Linked DNA regions of Ovis aries: region 2 is linked to region 1. A link is a contact called in public Hi-C data. All regions are on one chromosome and are shown on one strand. The core of a region is the stretch at or near the end of the contact, and the rest is flanking DNA. Distances in the headings are between cores, read along the strand shown.

The links. A called contact is a pair of places that touch in the nucleus more often than the background predicts.
Region 2: a Hi-C map of tail adipose tissue shows a contact between it and region 1, with 8 times the contacts expected there. The contact joins the promoter of RAP2B here to the enhancer-like site in region 1. A contact is called at or near these places in 3 of 16 Hi-C or Micro-C datasets (hypothalamus, skin fibroblasts and tail adipose tissue).

Annotation. Positions count from the first base shown.
Region 1 is chr1:234,446,088-234,450,832 of ARS-UI_Ramb_v3.0, forward strand. No RefSeq gene overlaps it. Among named protein-coding and RNA genes, the nearest start is that of ARHGEF26, 160 kb to the left of the region's middle. Within about 2 kb of position 3,039, at least 12 of the 54 cell types and tissues checked have an H3K27ac peak or open chromatin away from gene starts, as enhancers often do. A contact at or near this core is called in tail adipose tissue, where this site is marked.
Region 2 is chr1:235,302,624-235,307,594 of ARS-UI_Ramb_v3.0, forward strand. RAP2B (RAP2B, member of RAS oncogene family) reads right to left here and starts at 1,456. Exons shown (of 1, transcript XM_015092587.4): 1 at 1-1,456. The coding sequence starts at 1,002. The coding sequence ends at 451. All of the region lies in intron 1 of LOC121817115 (a long non-coding RNA gene), which reads right to left.

The DNA of each region.
Region 1 (4,745 bases), core at 1,789-4,288:
AATAAATGCTTTAAAAATCTCTCAAGTAACTAAATAGCTTTAAGGGAAAGGTAAGTTTAAGTGTATGATTTTCCCACTTAAATGCAAGGCATGACACCCTAAAACTCCTAGAAAAGAACATAGACAAAGCATTCTCTAATATAAGCAGTGTCAATGTTTTCTTAGGTCAGTACATCAAAAGAAAGAAAAGCAAAAATAAACAAAAGGGACCTAATTAAACATAAATTTTACATAGCAAAGAAACCCATAAACAAAGCAAAGACAGCCTATGGACTGGGAGAAAATATTTGCAAATGATGTGATCAAAAAGAGCTTAATTTCCAAATATACAAATAGTTCATACAACTCAATAACAAAAAAGACCCAATCAAAAAATAGGCAGAAGATCTAAACAGACATTTCTCCAAAGAAGAGGAAGGGAAGGGAAAGTAGCTCAGTCGTGTCCGACTCTTTGCGACCCCATGGACTTTATAGTCCATGGAATTCTCCAGGCCAGAATACTGGAGTGGGTAGCCTTTCCCTTCTCCAGGAGATCTTCCTGTAATGCGGGAGACCTGGGTTTGATACCTGGGTTGGGAAAATCCTCTGGAGAAGGGAAAGGCTACCCATTCCAAAGAAGAGAGAGACGGCCCATAAGCACTTGAAAAGATGCTCAACATCTCTAATTATTAGAGAAATGCAAATTAAAACTACAATGAGGTACCATCTCATACACCATTCTCACAATCAGAATGGCCATCATTAAAAAGTTTACAAATAAAAAAATGCTGGAGAGTGTGTAGAGAAAAGAGAACTCTCCTACATGTGGTGGGAATGTAAATTGGTGCAGTCACTATGGAAAACAGTATAGAGGCTCCTTAAAAAAAATCTAAAAACAGTTACCATATGATTCAACAATCCCACTCTTGGGCATATATCTGGATAATCATAATTTGAAAAGACATAGGCCTCCCAATGTTCACTGCAGCACTATTTACAATAGCTAGTACATGGAAGCAACCTAGATGTCCATCAACAGAGAAATGGATAAAGAAGTTGTGGTACACACACACACACACACACACACACACACAGTGGAATATTACTCAACCACAAAGAGGAATAAAATAATGCCATTTGCAGCAACATGGAAGGACCTAGAGCTGTTTTACTGAGTAAAGTAAGTCAGACAAAGAAAGACGAATATCATATGATATTGCTTATATCATAAATATGATCACAAGTGAACTTATCTGTGAAACAAAACCAGACTCTCAGACATAGAGAATACACCTGAGGTTGCCAAAGGGGAGGGGATGGTGCACAAGGGGTGGACTGAGCGTTTGGGACTGGTAGATGCAAACCATTACATAAAGGACAGATAAACAACTGGCCCTAATTGCACAGCACAGGGAACTGTCCTCAATATCCTATAATAAACCATAGTGGAAGGTGGCAGTCACTAAGTCAAAACTCAACAGACGAAAACCAAAGAAGCCGCCTCACACGACAGAAAACAAATATTGATGAGATATCAAAAAGAACTACAGCTGAGCAAGTCTTTACATTTATTGATCATTTGAATTTCTTCTTTTGTATGTCAGGCTTCTTCATTTTTCGGTTGTGGCGAGTGAAATCTTTAACTGTGGAATGTGAACTCTCGGTTGCGGCGTGCGGGATCTAGTTCCCTGACCAGGGACAGAGCCTAGGCCTCCTGCATTGAGAGGGCAGATTCTTAGCCACTAGACTACCAGAGCAGTGCTTGTACATTAGCTGTTTATACTCTTTGCTCATTTTTCTCCTGGGTATTAATTCTTTTTCATGGATCTGTATATTATGGATATATATCTTTTATCTCTACATAGGCTCCAAATATTTCCCCCATCCCCTACTTGTTTCCTAACTTGATGTTGTCATTTTTTTTAACCTAAAAGTTTTATTTTTTTCATGTGGTCCAGTTTGTTAGTCTTTCACTTTATGGAAAGACTTTAAAAACTATTAAAAACTAGTTTAAAAACTTTAAAAACTATTTTCTCAGTATACCTTTCTTCTACATAAAAAACTATTTTTCTTGTCTAAGTGGCCCTAAGAGGGCCTCTAGGCCCTCTAGAATGATGGAAAAGAATGGCAGTGATAACAAACATTATTGTCTTATTCCTATCTTTGACTAGAACGTTTCTAAAGTTTCACCAAAAATTAAATATTTACTGGAGGACAGATTTGTTTTGAGTATCAAATGACTTCATCAGCTCATAAGCTATGAAAAATAGCTATTATTTATTATTTGTCAAACCATTTAAATTCTTTACTCCGAATCTCCTTACTTATAAATAAAAAAATTGGACCTGGAAAATCTCTAAGCTTCTTTCCAGCACAGTCTTAAAATTCCATGATTAATTTTGAAAAGGTCATAAGTCATTTCATTAACCTAAATAAACAGCAATCCTACCTGTGGAATAAAACACATAAGCCCAAAGAACAGAGAAGCCCCTCCATCATCTGAGTAATTCATATTTAGCTTTGTAAAGTAGCCTGAGGCCAAAAAAAATGATCTTAACTTTGGTATGTTTCCAGTTACTTTATAAAGCTGTTTGGCAACTTTTACTAAAGGAAAAAATATGAAGTTGAGAGGAAATGAAAGTTGAACAATGATTGGAAAATCATTGGTGAATATGGCAATACCCCAGTTTCAAAAGCCAGTTGCAATCTGGTCAGTTTGGCATGAAAGCAAGTTTATTATTATTATAATTTCCCACTCCAGTGGGTGGAGACTCAGTATCTGGGACGTAGAAGTTAGGAGAAGAACCAAACTGGAAATAAAACCACAATTCCCCATGACCTATAGAGATATAAGAAGCAACGGGAGTAAGAATATATGCTCATGGGAAAGCGATTAAAATTCCCAAAGGCAGAATGGAGAAGCCGCCAGAAAAGATGCTGAGCGGAGGAGCAGACAAAGATCGAGAAATTGGCAGGGAGTCAGGAGAGAGACAAAGCCAGAAAGGAACACACAGGGACTGAAATGAGTCAGACTCTATAAAAGGAGTTCCAGTGAAGGAGCACGAAAGCGTGCGTGTGGGCGCCTGGGACAGAGGAGGTTGAGAAGAGTAAGGCAAGGGTCAAAACGCAGCAGCTTCAAAGATAAAAGCTCCTTGGAGAAGTTGCCTAGAGACGAAGATCTGCTTTGCAGACTTTTCTGAGAACAGACCGGGAATGCCCAATACACTGGAATACATATCATCTAAACTCTGCAAGGCAGAGGAAACGTAGTTGAGGTATAAAGGGGCTGAGAGCAGTGCCCCCTGCACTGAACCAGATTAGGCAAAGGCTATATATAGTGGTAAAGAACATAGCAGACAATGCAGGAGACGCAGGAGATGTGGGTTAAATCCCTGGAATCCCCCGAGGGCTAAGATCCCCTGGAGGAGGGCATGGCAACCCACTCTAGTATTTTTGCCTAGAGAATCCCATGGACAGAGGAGCCTGGCAGGCTACAGTCCATAGGGTTGCATAGAGCTGGACACAACTGAAGTGACTTAGTGCATACATATGATGGCAGGTGGGATTGGGTGAGCAGTCAGTGAAATCACTTTCCCCTTGTTTTATATGTGGGAACTGGGCTCTGAGATCAAATGGAAGCCCATGTACCAAATGCATAGGTATTTTAAAAGTTGCAAATCAAATTATTAAACTGTTAATGAAAGTGTTCTATCTGCCTACCTTGACAAAATACCTTCATAAAGATACAGAAAGGCCAGGTTCACATTTAGGATTCTTGGACTTCCTGGGGTTAGCCAGAAGATGGCAGTATTTGGAGAGCAGACCAAAGGCCCAGGGCCTTGATCTATATCTTTCTCACCCAGACATCCATCCTTCTCTCCCATCCTTTGTTTTGTCCTGTACCATAAGGGCCTTGGTTGCAACTCCAAACCCCAATCCCCATCATCATCTCAAAGCATCATGTAAAACAACTACATTTTGCTTGTTCCTGAGGCCTAGGTGTTTCTGAGGAAGAAACAATAGACTTGTGGAAAGGATAACATCATCCTTAGATGTGTATTTGGGCTGCTTGGCAAGGAATTCCAGGTACTGACCATCTAGAGCATGGCCTGAGGGCAGGTAGGCAGGCCTGGCTCTGTTGCCTCCCTCATCCATCAGAGCGGGGAGGGCCAGAGACAGGTTCCTGACATCCCCAGAATGTGAGGATCAGAAGAGGTGCCCTCTTGCCCAGGTCTAAGCTACTTCTCTTTCTGAACCTTGTAAAATTAAGCCAGGAGTTCTTATCCCTGAGATGGGGAAAACAGTTCCTATTAGAGCAAATCTCCTCTGTGAGCTAGCAGAATGCCTGGAAATGTGTTAGAGAGGCAAATTCTTGGTGCCCATCCAAGACCTAACTAATCAGAAACTTTGTGTTTGGTGCTCAGCAATAACAAGTCTTCCATGTGATTCTGATGCATGCTGAAGTTTGAGAAGTACAGATTTATGAAAACTTGTTCTCAGCTGAGGCTGCAAAACACTACTTTGAGGTTTGTTTTTTTTTTTTAGGGTTTTTAAAATTGTTAGGAAAACAATGGAAAACAAATTTAGGTACCAAGAATTTAACCTTGCTAGTATTCTCTCTGCAATTTAACCCATCTTATTCTCCGTTAGTTCATCTCTTATTTGATATTGCATTTGTTGATTCAAGTTTTCCGGCCATCTTTAGCTTACATTGGGTTCCAAAGGCTCTCTTGGTTTCCATCTGCTGACCATCAGTCAAATGTTTG
Region 2 (4,971 bases), core at 206-2,705, 850 kb after region 1:
TTTTGAAACTTGGAACTAGAAAAACGGTTGTTGACAGAAAAACAAAAAAATCCCCCCTTTTCCACCTTCTCCCCGTCCTCTTCCGCCCCCACCCCATTTCTTTTTTTTTTCCAGACTGAAACTTTCGCCTGCCGGTGTCAAGCCGCCAATACAGGGCCCCACGGGCTGCTTCAATGGGGAAATATGCGTCAACCAAAATCAATGAGAAACGTACATGCTGCAAAGATCCACATTTCCACCGGGACTCGGATGGTCCTGACGGGACAGCCCCTAGGAAACCGGGGAGAGGCGGGGGACGCGGCCACCGCGGCCAGTCGGGCGCCAAGACCCCCCAGCCGATGCAAAGTCATCTCCAATCTCAAAGCAAGAAGAGAAATCACATTTAGAAGAGTCGGGTGCGTTTGGCTTTTGTGCGGAGAGCGCGGCTGTCGCGCGGCAGCCGCGGGCGCCTCAGAGGATCACGCAGGCCGAGCAGCAGCCCTCATCACCGTTGGGCTGCGCCGCGTAGTTCATCTGCCGCACGATCTCGGCGAACAGCTCGTCCACCGAGGCTTTGTTTTTGGCCGAAGTCTCCATGAAGGGGCAGCTCCACTCCTCCGCCAGGGCCTTGCCCTCGCCGAATGAAACCTCACGCTCGCCCTCCAGGTCCACCTTGTTGCCCACCAGAATCATGGGCACGCGCTCGTACCGCTTCACGCGGATGATCTGGTCCCGCATGGGCTTGATGTCCTGGAAGCTCTGCTGGTTAACAAGGCTGTACACGAGGATGAAGCCCTGGCCATTTTTGATGTACAGGTCCCGCATGGATGCGAACTGCTCCGTGCCCGCCGTGTCCAAGATCTCCAGCACCGACGGCGATGAGTCCACCTCAATCTCTTTGCGGTAGAAGTCCTCGATGGTGGGGTCATACTTCTCGATGAAGGAGCCGGTCACGAACTGCACCGTGAGGGCGGACTTGCCCACGCCGCCCGAGCCCAGCACCACCACTTTGTACTCTCTCATGGCTCCGTCGGCGTTCTCGCTGCGCCTGCCACGGCCCCGTCGGGGCTGCGCACTGGAGGAAAGCTGGGCTTGGTGGCTAGACTTCTCTGTCCTCAGCTCTGCAGGTAAACTCAGGAGATGACCGAGGAACGCAGGACGCGGAAATCACCAAACGGGGGCCGGGCGCCGGGCCGGCCGGCGCGGCGGCGAGTCCCTGCAGCGCGGGTCCGGGGCCCCGAGGCAGCCCACGGCGGCGGCAGCAGCAGCCTGGGCGGCGGATCTGGAGGACAATGCCGGCAGCCCGTGCTAGGCGAGGGCTGCAGCTTCTCTCCGCAGCAGCCCAGGAAGGCGAGGAGGAGGCGGCGGCGGCGGGCTGCGGAGGCGGCTGCTAATTGCGCGCCGGGCCGGGACGCGCGTGGCATGAGTCCCCGCAGAGCGTGCGCCCACCGCCGCGGCCCTTCGAGCTCTCTCCCGCAGCCTCCGCGGGGCGAGGGCTTCCTACTCGCCGCGCGCAGCCCTGCCCGCCCCGCCCTGGCGAGCATGCCCAGTGCGCCGCTGCCGGCCCCTCCCGCCGGATTCCCGGCTCCTGGTTTTCCGGGGGGCCGGACGGGGGTGGGGCTGTAGGCGGAGCTAGCGATTTGATTCAAGACTAGCGGATTCGGGATAGGCACTAGTATAGGAGCCGGAGAAATGTGTGGGGGTGTATGGGTATTAAGAAGCTGGCTAGGACAGCTCGAGGGAGGACGGAGGCCACCTTCCTGCGCCGACCTGGCTTTAGTGCATAGGAATCCCGGCTCTATGAGAAAAGGGCGGGCGCCGTGGGCCACCCCGGGAATAGGCTGGTCTCATGCCGTTCCTTTTATCCAAAGCTTGTGGACTCCCACTCCCCGAGCCCCCGGCGGGTGTGCGTCCCGAAGGCCGAGACCCAAAGAACATTTGGGTGTATGATAGAAACATTTTCTTCTATGGGCGGAGCATTTTCCCACACTCTAGGCGTGGCCCTTCCTACCCAGCCTTCTCTCGCGGACTCTCCTCGCACTTCATCCCTCAGACAAAGAAAACAGGAACATTCGGCCTGAAACCTGTCCGGAAGAGAGAATGGGCAACCTCTAGTGATCAGGGCGGTCTCCAGGCTGGGACTCAGAAGGCCCCACCCACCTCCCCACTCGGTTATGGCCAAAACCCGGAGAGTGAATCACAGCCCGATCCACAATCAGCCCGGGTGCCGGTAGCTAGTCAGGGCATGCTCAGTGGGCGGAGTAGGTTTGGGGGTTTGGAAGTAGGAAGCTTGTGCACTGCACACCCACGCTCCAGCTCAAATTTCTTCTTCTAGACTCAGGACCCATTGGTCCTGGGGCGCAAATCTCACACCCTCGAATGTTCTTCCATTGGCTACCTCCAAGGTTTTATCAGTTTGGGCTGCTTCATTGGCTAAAAAGTAGCCTCCGCTCGTGATTGGTTATTTATAGAGATTGAGTGGAGAGGCGGAGGCACAGCTGTTCTTTCTCTGCTCTCCCCCGCCCCCTTCCTCCCACTTCCCCAACCTAGTCGTTTTGAAGCTAAGAGTGAAAAAATAAAAGGAATTTAGGCGGAGAGCTCAGAGCTAAATATAGTCCTTTGTTGGTGTTTTCAAGTCTGACTTCTCGGTGCCCAGTCACGACTGTCCGTTAAAGGGAGCTGGTTACAGTTCTTGGTCCTCAAGAAATGGCAAAGTTTCCAAGGTGGTTTTTAAATTTTTCCCCAGGGAGGGGGAAGGGCTAGGATGTGGAAATGGGCCACACTGAATTCAGCTCACCCGGTGGGGTGGGGGAATGCCCAGGCTTGCCTTTGGTAAACATCTTTGCTTTGGGGCGGGCATTCGCTAAACTGGGCTTGGCTCCTACTCACAGGAGCTACCAGCGAGATGCCTTGGCTTGTTCCAGGTCTCTCCTTTCTCGCGGAGGAGAGATGTCAAGACCTGTCAAAAGGCTAAGCAATGATAGCGTGAGCCCCAGGGTGAAGGGGTGGGAGGGGACCGAGCTGCATCAACCCTGGCTTGGTATCCTGTCGACGCCACTTCTCACTGGTTTAACCATCTGCATTGGAGGGATAAAAGAAATGGTGTGCTAATGCTTGGTTTCAGTGCCTTAGTCCCGTTGTGACTCAGGGCCGCGTTGCCAGTTAACCTTCTTTGAATCTCTAGCTATAGCTCGTAGAATGCACAGCTGCAACTTGAAGCCCTGGCCATGGGACCCAATGGGTCCTGGGCAGCAGCCAATGCCTTGGGTGGGCGGAGCCTATTCCTGCGCCTGGCTCCGCTATTTAGTGGAGAGAGGGGTTATCACAGTGCTTCGCTAGTTAACCTTATATAATTCTCCAGAAACCTTTCAAGGCAAACTCACCTAATACAGCTGGAGTGAACCTCGCGTTTACCCAGTTTAATGTTTGCCAGGCCTTTTACATGTGCTATCTTATTTACTCCTCATAAAAATATTAATTATACCTATTTTAAAAATGAGGAAACTGAAATCTTACGATGTTGTCTAACTGGCATAACTGGCATGAAATTTCACAGCATAAGTGGTCACGCTGGGATCCTGACCCAGGTGTTTGGGTGCAGAACCTGGTCTTGTAACTATTATGAATACTACTTTCTAACAAAAAAGTTTCCAGATTGTACCCTTTCTTAGGTTGACTTTTGAGGTAGTATGAACAGACTGGCTTTTAAGCCCAAGCTAGAGGGACCTGTGTTCACCCTCTGCCTCTTCTGACAGTGCCCCTTCCCACAGGGTTAAGGAGCTAGAACCCACGTCCAGACCATGCCCCAGGTGGTCAGAATTCTGGAATCCCCTCCCCAAATAGTACCAAACCCTCTCCTCGGATCTGCTTGGATCTCTGAACTCACCCCTGTGTGCAGGAATGGGTCTTTGTTGGAGTGCGGGTGGTGCTTGGACCCATGAACTAAGGAACACCCTCCCAGGCACTATGGGCCCCCACTTAACTGCAAGAAGAGGGGTGCCTTCTAGTCAGCTTTCTCTTCCCTGCCACTTTCCAGCCTGGCTCTTGGAGAAGTCTTAAGAATTTGTGATTCACACCTGACCATCGTATTTGTCAAGGTGGGAGGACATATCATATTTTAACACTTGTGTTATCTTGATTTTAGGGCTTCTCTGGTGGCTCAGATGGTAAAGCATCTGCCTGCAGTGCAGGAGACTCGGGTTCGATCCCTGTATCAGGAAGATCCCCTGGAGAAGGAAATGGCAACCCACTCTAGTACTTTTGCCTGGAAAATCCCATTAATGGAGGAGGCTGGTAGGCTACAGCCCATGTGGGTCACAAAGAGTCAGTCACGACTGAGTGACTTATCTTGATTTATAACTGAAATAACTAGAGTAATGCTACCTGGGCCTCTGTCCTCTAGCCCACAGAAGTTAGGTGTGGTTCTGAGTACAGTAGAAAATACTTTGTCCTTATGGGCAGGTGTATAATCTCAAGTATTACTTATCAATTATTATCTGAGACCTTGGGCAAGCCCTTCAAGTTGCTCCTGACCTTAGCTTCTCTCTCTAAAGTGGTGATAATAAAGTTTGCCCCACCCACCTAGCTACCCAAGGAACCTTGGAGAGTATCTGATGACCAAACGCTTCATTTTACATCACCACTAGTGAGCAGAATTAGAACCCTGGTGTCCTGGCTGCCCCTTTTCAAGGTGCCAGCCTATACTCAGGGATAGTAATTAGCAAATAATGGATGGAAACATACTTTTAAAGCTGGCTGCAGTGCACCATAATATTCATGACAATTACAACCCAGGTGTCTTGACAGCCGTATCTAGAAGAGACCATCTTCAGGACTCTGGGTAGTCATGCAGATGGGTATTTTTGAATCTTGGTGGCCTCTCTGGTACCAAGATTTGCCGCACTTTGAATCTTTCCCATTAAGGATTCTTTGATAACAATTTTTATTACACTCAGATATATTCTCCCTCAGAAAGATTTCCACTGGGGCTTT